Regions from separate parts of the Mus musculus genome. Here regions 1 and 2 are each linked to region 3. Evidence: chromatin contacts called from public promoter capture Hi-C data. All regions are on one chromosome and are shown on one strand. Each heading gives the region's core, a stretch centred on a gene start, on an enhancer-like site or on the middle of the called end of the contact. The rest is flanking DNA. Distances are from core to core; before and after follow the strand shown.

Region 1 (3,994 bases), core at 873-3,372, 2.7 Mb after region 3:
GGGTGTGGCCTTGTTGATCATGCTAGCATACTTGGTGTAGGGGCTAATCATGGGCATAATTATAGCTGTGGAGAAAGACAAAAGACCCCAGGATGAAGTAGCTCTCCAGGGGTGGGGAAAGGGTAGAAAAAGCCCTGGCAAAAGGGAGCGAGAAAAGGCCAGCACAACCAGTAGGGCCCTTTGGTGGGTCCTCAGCACTCAACCATCCCCACTTAACCTGGGTCAGTGTAAATCCTGAGAGTGGAGAATAGCATAGAGGTTGGAGACAAGCACTCAGGAACACATGAGGTCCAAAGACTGGTCACGATAGATAGCCTTTAGATTAGCCCATGTGGGCTATAGCCATGAAAGGAATGTATCAGGTTAGTGTTGCTGATACAAGTTAATAACCACATGTTAATTTCACATCTTAAACTACACATGTTAAGGGGCTAGAGATGGCTCAGCAATTAAGAACACTTGCTGCTTTGCAGAGTTTGGCTCCTAGCACCTTTTGACTCCAGTTCCACAGCATCCAACAAACGTATCTGGCTTTTGTGAGCACTCCCACATATGTGGATACAGAAACACAGATAACATAGTGTGTAAAAGCTGAGGGGGCTGGGAGATGGCTCTTCAGGTAAGGAGAGTACTTTCTAGTCGTCCAGAAGACTTGAGTTCAATCCGCAGCAGCCATGTCAGGCAGCTCATAAATGCCTAATATCTCCCACTCCAAAGGAAAAAGAACCTACGTCCTCTTCTTGCCTCCAGAGGCGCACACACATTTTTAAGAAAAGATACGTGCCGGGCAGTGGTGGCGCATGCCTTTAATCCCAGCACTTGGAAGGCAGAGGTGGATTTCTGAGTTCGAGGCCATCCTGGGCTACAGAGTGAGTTCCAGGACAGCCAGGGCTACACAGAGAAACCCTGTCTCGAAAAACCAAATAATAATAATAATAATTAAAATAAAATAAAATAAAGATATGCAGGGATGGTGGCTCAGGCGTGTGATATCAACACATAAGAACCCAAGGCAGACTGCTGTGAGTTTGAGGCCCACTTGAGCTAAGTGATTTGTATCCTCTATAAAAAAGAAAACTGAAAAGATTCAGAAGAAGTCAGTTCAAGGAAGTTTTTAACCTTAGTGTGGTGAGAGAGCTCAATAGTTAAAATTACCTGCTCACTGGAACTCAGAATGAGCACTGACTCCAGTAAGTTGTCCTCCGACCCCCCAAACCCAACTGGTAGCCAACACACACACACACACACACACACACACACACACACACCTTAAAAAATGTAATTTTAACTTTAAGAACGAACCAAGTATACATTAAATCACTATTTCAACATATAATCAATTAAAACCACATACATTAGAGCATTCTAGGTCTTTGAAAGTCAGGGTGGTAGATAGCTGGTGGTGGGTTTTAGAACTTCTCTGTCACACTCCAGGCCAGCAATACTGACAATTTTGGTACTGTGATGGCTGCCAAATCCAAGGCCTCACCCCAGACTTTCAGAATGAAAATTTAACAGGTCACCTCCATCTCCCGGGCTTCAATGCATCAGAACTGTGAGTAACCCTGTCCCACTGCAAGGTGGGAGGCTTGCTGAGAGATTTGCATAAGTCAGACTTCGCCGAGGAGTTCTGCCTACAGAGTCAAACTGAGTTGAATGTGCACCTCTTGTGTGTGGTGAGGGAAGAGCGACAGTAATGTCAGGATATGGCTGGCAAGGGGATGCGAGATGAAACTGTGCCGTGGAATGCTGATGACTTCCGGGTGGAGGATGCACTTTCGCGCCGGGGAAGGGGGCACTCACCGAGGCCCCAGACAGAGAAGGACACCACCAGCACCGGCTCCTTCGCCCAGGCATTCTTGAGGAAGGCAGAGATTCCTAGAGAGGTGAGAAGACAGTCACCCTTGGGGACTACTGCGGTGACCTCTAACACTCTCGTATCACCCCTGCTCTGCACCCTCGTGACTGCCGCGCCCCTATTCTGGGACGGATTACCGGTCCCCAAGGCTCCACTGAGACTCAGCCACGGATCAGCCCACAGTTTCCTGGAACTACTTGATCCCCGCGAGCTCCAAACCTGTACTTACTCCCGGCCATCTTGTTCTTGGCGGCGACAAGGAGCGGAGCTCTCTGGGAGTTGTGGTCCTTCTCCTTGCGTGAGGCCCCGCCCCTTGGGCGAGGACGTGGACCCTTTCGGGAGTTGTAGTTCTGGAGTGAGGCTTAAGAGGACTGAAAGATTTAAACCACCTTGAACACCTGCTGGCCTCACCATTTTCTTATAGTTTATAACTCAGCAAATGCATCGGAGAAGTAACATAACGTTCTCCTGTAATAAAGTCAGCTTTGGGCTGGAGAGATGGCTCAGAGCTCTGTCTGCTCTTCCAAAGGTTTAATTTCCAGTAACCACATGGTGACTGACAACCATCTGCAATGGGATCTGACGCCCTCTTCTGGTGTGTCTGAAGACTGCAACAGTGTACTCATAAATAAACCTTAAAAAAAAAAAAGTCAGCTTTACATTGAGATCACATCTAGACATAAGCTCATTCTGGAAATTCTAAATTAATCCCAAATATATTAAGGACTGCCTGTGCTTTGTGTTACTAGCATGCAGATCATGGCTTTTCCCTCCATCTGCCCCTTAGTGCTGAAAACTGAAACCAGGACAGGCTAGGCTACCCATCTCCGATTGAGCCACTCCTCCGTCCACTTGCTGATAGATTCTACTATCCCAGGTCCCTGCTGGTGGATTTTAGGCATATCTTTTATTGTTGAGCCACATTTTTCAGCCCTTTCATTACTTTTTATTTTGAGACAGGGCATTAAATGGCTCAAGTTGGCCCTGCAATCTTTGAACTTGACAGCCTCCTGCCTTGGTTTCTCAAGCTGGTGAGATTACAAGCCTGAGCCTCTAAGATAATGCACATCACTTAAAAAAATTAACATATCTGGACTGGACAGTGAGAGCAGTAATGGAGTCTGAGCCTTCTCTTGTTACCGGCATAGTACATATTGTACAGCAAGCTTCTTTTTCCCTTTCTACCTTTTTGTTTTGTTTTTTTTGTTGTTGTTGTTGTTTTTTTCCTCTTTTCCATTTTTCTTCCTCCCACCTGCCCCTTTCCTTTCTCTCCTCAGTGCTGAGGCTACTCTGGGCAAGTGGTCTTCTACTTAGCGACAACGTCCTCAGCCCTCCTCCCCAACTTTTAAGTTAAATTAAAGAACACCAGAGGCTATGACTGTTCCATCTTGCAACTTTTTCCAAGACAATGAAACTATGACACAGTTACCCAGGAGCCTCCACCTGACTCCTCTGTTCCCTAAACAGGACTCTCACATGGCTTTCTGGTGTTGCTTCATTTCCTCAGAGTGAAAAAGGCAGGGTCAACCTTTTCCTCAGCTCCACGGAGAGTGCCCACCATGGTCCTGTCGCTGATACTCCAGCTGTCGACTCTCTGTGAGCTGTCCCTCCCCTGTGTGTGGATCCTTGGCTGGGCTGAGGGCTATATCTGTTCATATGGAATTCAACATCCAATTTAGAAAAAGGAATCAGGACTGGTACCCAGATACCTGAGTCCTAAACGGGGGAAGACAGATTGCTGGGTCGGGGGTGAGCATAGGTTTCTCTGGATCTCCAGGCAGAGGAGAGTAAGGGATATCTAGGGGTCAAAGAATGTATTCAGTTCTCATGGTAAATGGGCAAGTCTACTGTGCTGGAGGGAGGGGGCATCTAAACCTTCAAACCCCAAGGCAGAGAAACCCCAAGGAGCAAAGTATTGTTCTTAGGAAAGGTGGGGAACAGAGGCCTGTCCTCTTGGGTCAGACAGCAGCTTCTTAAGTATGGGGAATGGAAGTACAGAGTTTTGCTTGATCCTAAAAAAGACGGTGGCAGGCTTCATGTAATCAGAGTCTAGGGCTCCTTAGAGGGGAGACGGTAGTCCACAAAGGGCTTTGTAAAAACCAACTCTTCACCTTCTGCAGGGCCTGCATGCCGTGC
Region 2 (4,024 bases), core at 1,061-3,560, 2.7 Mb after region 3:
ACCCAGTCAACTCCTACTATCTTATTGTTTCAGGCCAGCTAACTAAGATCAGGCTTGTCCTTGGACATACCTCACAAAAGCTCAGCTCCTCAAAAGCATTTTCAAAATAATGGGCTGGGGCTGGTGAGATGGCTCAGCGGGTAAGAACACTGACTGCTCTTCCAAAGGTCCTGAGTTCAAATCCTAGCAACCACATGGTGGCTAACAACCACCCATAATGAGATCTGACACCCTCTTCTGGTGTGTCTGAAGACAGCAACAGTGTATTTATTTATAAATAAATCGTTGGGCATGAGCAAGTGGGGTTGACCAGAGCAAGCAGATGTCCTAAGTTCAATTCCCAACAACCACATGAAGACTCACAACCATCTGTACAGCTACAGTGTACTCATATACATAAAATAAATGAATAAATCTTTTTTAAAATAAATATTTAAAAAATAAACATAAAATCAAGGAATGGGCTGGGTGGTAGAGTTAGGAAAGCCAAAAGGCAGCCTATGACTGTCCCACTCTGCCCTTCAGGATACTCTGTGGCCTCTGTCCTGGGGCACTGGGTCGTCTGTCGGGAACCCTGGAGTTCCAGGTGCCAGATGAGGTGCTGGGGCTCATCTATGCGCAGACCGTGGTCTGGGTGGGAAGCTTCTTCTGCCCTTTACTGCCTTTGATCAACACTGCTAAGTTCCTCATACTGTTCTGCCTGAAGAAGGTGAGTCTGAGGAGTAGCCTAGGGTCTGAGCTGACAGGTGTTGGAGGCTGTAGTCCTGGGCTAGAGAAAGGAGGACGGTTATCAGGGCCCTGATTACTATGCCCTGAGGATGGGAGGAGGGAGCTGGAAGTCAGAGTCCTATTGGCTCAGAGATCTGGTCCCAGCCCCCAAAGGAGGCCAAAGCTCCAAGATAAGAAACAGGGAAAAGCAAAGGATTGACTCTTGAGTCTTACACCTCCATTTCCTCGCCTCTCCCTACCAGATAACCCTCTTCTCCATCTACTCACCGGCTTCCCGCACCTTCCGAGCATCCACGGCAAACTTCTTTTTCCCCCTGGTTCTCCTTGTGGGTCTGGCGATCTCTGCAGTTCCCGTGCTTTACAGTATCTTCCTGTAAGTACGAGAGACTTCTGTTTGTTCTCACTCTAGCTCGACTTGACTGAATCCAGTGTGTCTCCCCCTACAGGATCCCACCTTCGAAACTGTGTGGCCCGTTCCGCGGGAAGCTGTCCATTTGGGCCCAGATCCCTGAGGCCATTGAGAGCCTCCCTCAGACTGCCCAGAATTTTCTCTACTTTCTGGGAACCCAAGCTTTTACTGTACCTCTTCTGATCCTCTCTAGGTGAGCAGTCAGACTTTGAATGTGTGTAATTTAGTGTTTGAAAGAGAAAGGAGTTTCTGGGCACCTGAGTGCTAGAGAGGTGGGCTGGGTGCCTATATACAACAGAGACGTGGGGCTGGCCGGGATGCCTATAAATCAAGAGCAGGAGAGTCGGAGTGTGAATGCTTAGGGTCTAAGAAAAGACATCTGGGTTTGGATTCCTGGTCTGAGGAAAGGAGGGCTAGGGTGTGGATTTATCGATTTGATGAAGGGGGAGGAGGTATGGAGCCTGAACCTCTAGTTTAACCTCTGGTTAAAGGGTCTGAACTTTTGGGTCTAAAGAGAGAGGATAAAGACTTGTGTTCAGAGTCTCAAAAAGGGTTTTAAGGGATTTGAGGATCCTGATATTGGTTTCTTTAATTTACTTATTCATTTAATTTTTATGTGTGTTGGTATTTGGACAGTGTGACTGTCTGTGTGAAGTAACGAACTTGAGTTACAATTGTAAGCTGCCATGTGGGGCTGGGAATTGAACCCCGGTCCTTTGGAAGTGCAGCCAGTGCTCCGGTTACGAGCCATCTCTCCAGCCTGGTTTCTAAGGAGCCATATGATGAAGATGATTGTTTTTCTAGAGTGATTTTCATTCCTGTCTTCCATAGCATCCTGATGATGTATACCGTAGCCCTGGCTAACTGTTACGGACGCCTCATCTCTGAGCTCAAACGCCAGATAGAGACGGTGAGCCAGGCTGATTTCCCCGGAAAGGGCTCTATGAGACTATGAAAGAAGAATGAAAAGGTGTGCTTCACTTTCGCTCCTTTTTGCCCGCAGGAAGTGCAGAATAAAGTCTTCCTGGCCCAGCGAGCTGTGGCTCTGAGCTCAAGGAATGGAACTTCCTGATAAGTCTGGCTGAACCTTCAGCCCCTCAGCTTCAGTGACTTCATATCAAGTGATGGGACTCTTTCATCTCTGGAACCAAATTCCCCGCCCTCTGCCACCCGAATGCTACACTCTCAATTGAACCGTATTAATAAACAACAGTCAAGGCCGCTTTGCGTTTTGAAACCCCGTTCTGAAGCCTCGGACGGGGTTTGGGGAGGGGCCAGGTCCAAATCGGCCTGAAGAGCTAGGTTATGTCTGCTTAAAGGAATAGACAGGCAACAGCCTCATCAAGCAGCGTCCGGGGGTGGAGCAACTCAGGTTACAAATGCTTAGGATTGGCTGAGATGGAAGGCTCTCAGCCAATAATCTCTAAACAAGGCTAGGATGGGACGTGACAATTGGCCCAGAACCAATGCACGAGCAAGGGTGGAACCATGGGGCGGGAGCATCCTCGAGCCAATCGGAAGTGCTGAAGAGTGGGCCTGACAGTCCGAGGTCGGCACTGGAGCCATGAATATCTTGCCGAAGAAGAGCTGGCACGTCCGGAACAAGGACAATGTTGCCCGCGTGCGGCGCGACGAGGCCCAGGCCCGGGAGGAGGAGAAGGAGCGGGAGCGGAGGGTGCTGCTCGCCCAGCAAGAGGTAAGCCTGGGGACCGCCCAGAAGCGCGGCGGGCCTAGCTATCACTCGGTGCCGGGAGCGGGTCTGTGTGTTCGACGATGTTTCTCTGAAAATCCTGTGCTAACTTCCAAGAAACCTTCCTAGATTTCCCCACTGGTGTTGAGGGACCAGAGACTAGCATACTGGAAGAGTTGGACAAATATTCTGATTACTTTATAGGTTGCCCGCACAAGTTAATTACTGATCACCCACTCTGTGTATGCTCCCTTCCTTCTGAGCGCTTGCTTTGAGAAATTCCCTCTTAGAACAACTTGGAGGGGTGCGGTCACCTTGCTCTGAGTACAACGGCTTCAGCAAGGAGGGCAAAGGGCGGACAAGCCGGGGTCCACTTCGTTGGGCATGTCTTTTCTCCCTCCCTCATTGCTTGCCAAGAAAAGAGCATCTGGAGGTTTTATTTGGAACAGGGTCTGTGTAGCCGTGGCTGTTATGGAACTGGCTACGTAGACCAGGCTGGTCTTGAACTCAGCTTGCCTGTTCCACTTGAACGCTAGTATTGAAGACCACACACACATCACAGACTCTAAGTTACTCGATTAGTTTGGTTTACACTTAAGTCCCTTGGCCAATCTGATCATGAATTAGTGTGGGCTTAAAAAAAAAAAAAAAAGCCGGGTAGTGGCGGTGGCGCACGCCTTTGATCCCAGCACCTGGGAGGCAGAGGCAGGTGGATTTCTGAGGCCAGCCTGGTCTACAAAGTGAGTTCCAGGACAGCCAGGGCTACACAGAAAAACCCTGTCTTAAAAAACAAAACAAAACAAAACAAACAAACAAAAAGGTGACGCTTGTAATTAATCCCAGATACTAAGGCTGCAGAAAGGGGAGAATTGTGAATCAGAGACCATCCCTATCTGGGGTCAGGTTGTACTTGGAGTGGTGACCTGGAGCCATACCTTGGATTTAGATCCTTTGTCCAGAAAGCAATATTTGATTACCTTACAAGTTTGGGAGTATATACATACTTGTGTTGGGGACTGAATTTGGAACTACACACAAGGCAGGGGCTCTATGGCTGAACAAGCCACCTATACCTATACCTGAGTGGGTTTTCCTTGCATCACTTGAGACTGGGAAGCCTTCTGTTTTAGGTCAGGGATCTTCTCTGAACTATCTCTGATAGCCCAGTTTACTGTCTAAAAACATCGATTCTCCAC
Region 3 (3,914 bases), core at 350-2,849:
AAGTAGTAGCCTGATGACTAAGCATTCAAGTATATGAGCCTATGAGGGCCATTCTTATTCAAACCAGCACATTTCACTCCCTGGCCCCCTTAGGCTTGTAGCCATATCATAATGCAAAAATGCACTCAGTTCAACTTCAAAGGCCTTCATAGTCTATCACAGTCTCAACACTAAAGTCCAAAGTCAAAATCTCTTCTGAGACTCATGCAATCTCATAACTGTAGCCCTGTAAAGTCAAAATTAAAAAGCAGATCACATGCTCGCAACATACAATGCCAAAGCATACACATTATTTCCAAAAGTGGGGCTGGAGAAATGACTCAGCAGTTAGGAACACTGGATGTTCCTCTAGAGGACTGGGGTTCAATTCCCAGCACCCACATGGCAGCTTACAACTGCCTGTAACTCTAGTTCCAGGAGATCCATGCCTCCAGCCATGCATTTGGTGTACATATTTGTGCATGCAGGCAAAATATCCATACAAGCAAAAATAAATAAATCTTTAAAAATAAAAACACATTCCAAAAGGGAGAGAAAGGAGCACAATAAGAAAATCAATACTGGACCAAAGAACAAAGACGGAAAACAAGCAGGGCAAACTCTAAATTCTGCATCTCTGTGTCATTCAGATCTCCGAATCCTTTCAGCTTTGCTGACTGCCACGTACTTCTCTGTCTTGGGCTGGTTCCACACTCAGGCTGCAGCTACCCCACGACTCTAGTATCTCCAACATCTTGAAGTCTCCAACACAATCCTATCTTCACTTTACCCACTTCCCTCAACGGCCTCTCAGGATTTCTATGCAGGGATACAATACTCCTGTCAGAAAGCTCTTTGAATCCTTTCCTTTTGAGTCGCTATGGACACTTCATCACGTAAGCATGGCTGTGTAAATCATTTATCTGAGTGTGGGTTGCACACGCCTGTAATTACAGCACTTGGAAGGCTGAGTTAGGAAGATCAGAGTTCCAAACTCATCCTCTACTTACATAAAGAGTTTGAGGACTGCTGGATTACATGACATTCTGTCTCGAAACATCAACAAAAGGACTGGCATCTGGTGATCAACCTCAGCTCCTGTCCTCTCCTGGATGGGGTTTGGGACTGATCCTCTAATCCCGTTTAGCGTCTGCGATGATCAGCACCGACTCTGAAACTACCTTGAGTCTTGTCAGCCATCAATCAAGAGCAGTCAACAAGGTATTTATTACTTTGGAGATTCCAAGCATTTAAGTGCTGTAATGCAGATCACTGGAAGACACACTTATCATCATACATTTCACAGTTCTCTCACAATCACAGCACTTATTTCTCTCAGACTCTGTCTCCCTCTCTCACACCGAAAACTTACAGCCCAGTTCCTTTCACACACGCACGGGCCTGGCACACCCAAGCACAGACTTAGATCCGGACGCCCAGTCGTCTGAGCTTTCGTGCCCCCTAGATTCCACGCAACCGCCTGCCTACCTCCAGACAGAAAACACAGGGACCACGAGGATCTCCCCTGCCCGCAGCGCTCGGGCTCCCACTCCCTAACAAGCGCCCGCTAGCTGCCTTACCCAGACGCTGTCAACCGAGGAACGCTGGGAGGTTTCCTACAAGCTATGTGTGCGCAAGCGCAGCCTCTGCCAGCGACGACCTAAGAGCTTAATCTGAGAAAGGTGGGGCTGAAGGGGCGTGTACTCAGCGAAGTCTGCGATGAGAAGCGGGTACTACGGAGAACAGTTTCTTAGACTGAGGGTGAAGGCAAAGCTAAGCAGAGAAGAGCAAGGGTCTCAGAAGTTTGATGTGAGGGGCTGGGCTTAGATAGGAAGGTTCCCAGAAGAAACTGGAGTAAGGGGCGGGGCTTGGTGGAGAAGGGGCGTGTTCTCAGCAGAGTCCCTGGAGAGGGCGGTACTAAGTGGGTAAGGGGCGGGAGCTTATCCGTATTAGGTGAGGGGCGGGGTTATCAAGTAGGGCGGGTTCTCAGCTCTGTGTGAGGTGAGGTGAGGGCAGGGATTAGAGGAGGGGCGGGTTCTCAGAAGAATCCGAGGTGAGGGCGGGGCTTAGCAAGAACGGTTGGTCTCCGCCTCCGGAGGTGAGGGCGGAGCTTGGAGGAGAAGGGGCGGGTTCTCAGCGGCTCGTGTGAGGGCGGTGCTAAGCATTGAAGGAGTGGGTTCTCGGCAATCTGAAGGGGCGGGGCTTAGCCAGTAGGGCGGTTCTCCTCACAGTCAGAGGTGAAGGCGGGGCTTGAAGAAGGGGCGGGTTCTCAGCAGATTCTAGAGGGCGGGACTTAGTATAGAAGGGGCGGGTTCTCAGCAAAATCTAGAGGGCGGCGGGGCTTGAGGCGAAAGAGCAGGTTTTCAGCGTAGTGCATGGTGAGCCTGGCGCTAAGCAGAAAAGGGGAGGGTTTACAGCATTCTGAGATGAGGGGCAGGGCTTAGCAAGTAGGGAGGTTCTCCCCGCAGCCCGAGGTGAGGGCGGGGCTTGAAGGAGAAGGGGCGGCTTCTCAGAGGAGTCAGAGAAAAAGGGCAGAATTTGAGGAGAAAGGCACCATTTAAGACTGTTTGCAGAACGGATTGGAGCTGTGACAGTGTGTGGCTGAGTGCGTGATTATACAGAAGGGTTGCCCAGGATTCCTAGCCGTGTCGGTTAGGGCGAGTCTTGCGCCAGCTCTTTGTTAGGCTCCCCACCCTTTCGTGAGGCTTCCCTCACACTCTTTTGTGAGCCTCCTTGATGTCACTGTCCCTTACTTAACCAAGCTCGATCTTTATTGTTAGTTTTTGAGATTATAATTTTTGTAGAGGGAGATTTGAGGTGGTTAGCCCAGACTAACCTCCGAAATGGGTAACTCTTGATCTTTCTGTATCCATTCGTTTTCTTCCAAATTGAAATCAATGGTGTGAGCCCCCACGACGCAAGGCTTGGAAGTTTGATCTTTGCGGGAAAGCTTTGCTACAATAAAAACAGCCACTATTCTACATCTGATTGTCTCCTCCCTCCCACTCATGTTGATCACCTCTGGGATCAGCAAACCAGCATATGTTTCACCTACAAAATGGGAATGTCATAATGTTGGAAGCAGCAAATACGACAATGTCATAGGAACCAAAATATAAGAGTCAGATTTTTTTTCTTTTTTTTTCTTTTTTTTTTCCTTTTTCCGGAGCTGAGGACCGAACCCAGGGCCTTGGGCTTGCTAGGCAAGCACTTTACCACTGAGCTAAATCCCCAACCCCAAGAGTCAGATTTTTTTTTCTGCCTTTTGCCAAACTAGAAATTAACCCTGCATTGAAGAACCAAGAAATCGATAGTTGTATTAAAAGCTGAAACAAATAAAACGAGGCCATGTGGATGAAGAGAGAGAAGAAGCAAAGACAGTTCCCTGGCTTCTTGGATCTTAATTTCCACAGATAAAGCAGACCTGACAAATGGGGGGCTATAAAGAAATATAAAGTAGGGAGGGTGTGTCATACATTTCCTGATTTCTTCAGATAACATTTCAACATCTTTGAAAACCTATTCCATAAAAGATATCTGCTAGTTGTCATCAATTCAGTTTTGACAGTACCTGGAATTGAAGGCTTGGCCCTACAAAACTCCCCACTGTTTGAGATGGAACTCCCAAACTTCAGTTGTTTTACCTGTGTTTCTGACTCTAAGCTGAAGTTTCTACCACCTGTGCTTCTTGAGTTCTATTCATTTGCTAGCGTGAAAGATATCAGGAAAACACAGGATTCTCTTGTTGTTGTTGTTGTTGTTGTTGTTGTTTATAGGAGACTTTAAAGGACACAAATGAACAAGTTGAAGACAAAGTGCAGAAGTAAGTAAGAATTGGAGTTTCTCTCCCCACAGGGTTGAAGTGTGTCACTCCCCTAGCACATGGCTGTATTCTTCTTGGTCTTTCTGAAAGCCTTGCATTGCTTGGAGGCAGA

The links. Promoter capture Hi-C pulls out the DNA fragments that hold promoters and counts their contacts. Capture Hi-C pulls out chosen DNA fragments and counts their contacts.
Region 1: a promoter capture Hi-C map of liver shows a contact between it and region 3, with 5 times the contacts expected there. The contact joins the promoter of Ndufa3 here to the promoter of Zfp78 in region 3. A contact is called at or near these places in 1 of 39 promoter capture datasets (liver), 2 of 484 Hi-C or Micro-C datasets (B cells and CD4 T cells), 1 of 115 datasets of contacts at active chromatin or transcription factors (astrocytes) and 1 of 9 other capture datasets (adipose tissue).
Region 2: a promoter capture Hi-C map of adipose tissue shows a contact between it and region 3, with 4 times the contacts expected there. The contact joins the promoter of Leng1 here to the promoter of Zfp78 in region 3. A contact is called at or near these places in 2 of 39 promoter capture datasets (liver and pre-B cells) and 1 of 9 other capture datasets (adipose tissue).

What each region holds. Positions count from the first base shown.
Region 1 is chr7:3,615,501-3,619,494 of GRCm38.p6, reverse strand. Ndufa3 (NADH:ubiquinone oxidoreductase subunit A3) reads right to left here and starts at 2,122. Exons shown (of 4, transcript NM_025348.3): 1 at 2,088-2,122; 2 at 1,804-1,878; 3 at 1-65. The coding sequence starts at 2,097. It overlaps Oscar (osteoclast associated receptor), which reads left to right and starts at 3,338. Exons shown (of 5, transcript NM_001290377.1): 1 at 3,338-3,454; 2 at 3,979-3,994. The coding sequence starts at 3,418.
Region 2 is chr7:3,664,126-3,668,149 of GRCm38.p6, reverse strand. Leng1 (leukocyte receptor cluster (LRC) member 1) reads left to right here and starts at 2,310. Exons shown (of 4, transcript NM_027203.3): 1 at 2,310-2,834. The coding sequence starts at 2,703. Tmc4 (transmembrane channel-like gene family 4) reads left to right here. Exons shown (of 15, transcript NM_181820.2): 11 at 526-709; 12 at 972-1,102; 13 at 1,176-1,331; 14 at 1,970-2,048; 15 at 2,142-2,396. The coding sequence ends at 2,210.
Region 3 is chr7:6,360,993-6,364,906 of GRCm38.p6, reverse strand. It overlaps Zfp78 (zinc finger protein 78), which reads right to left and starts at 1,599. Exons shown (of 5, transcript NM_001025163.1): 1 at 1,560-1,599.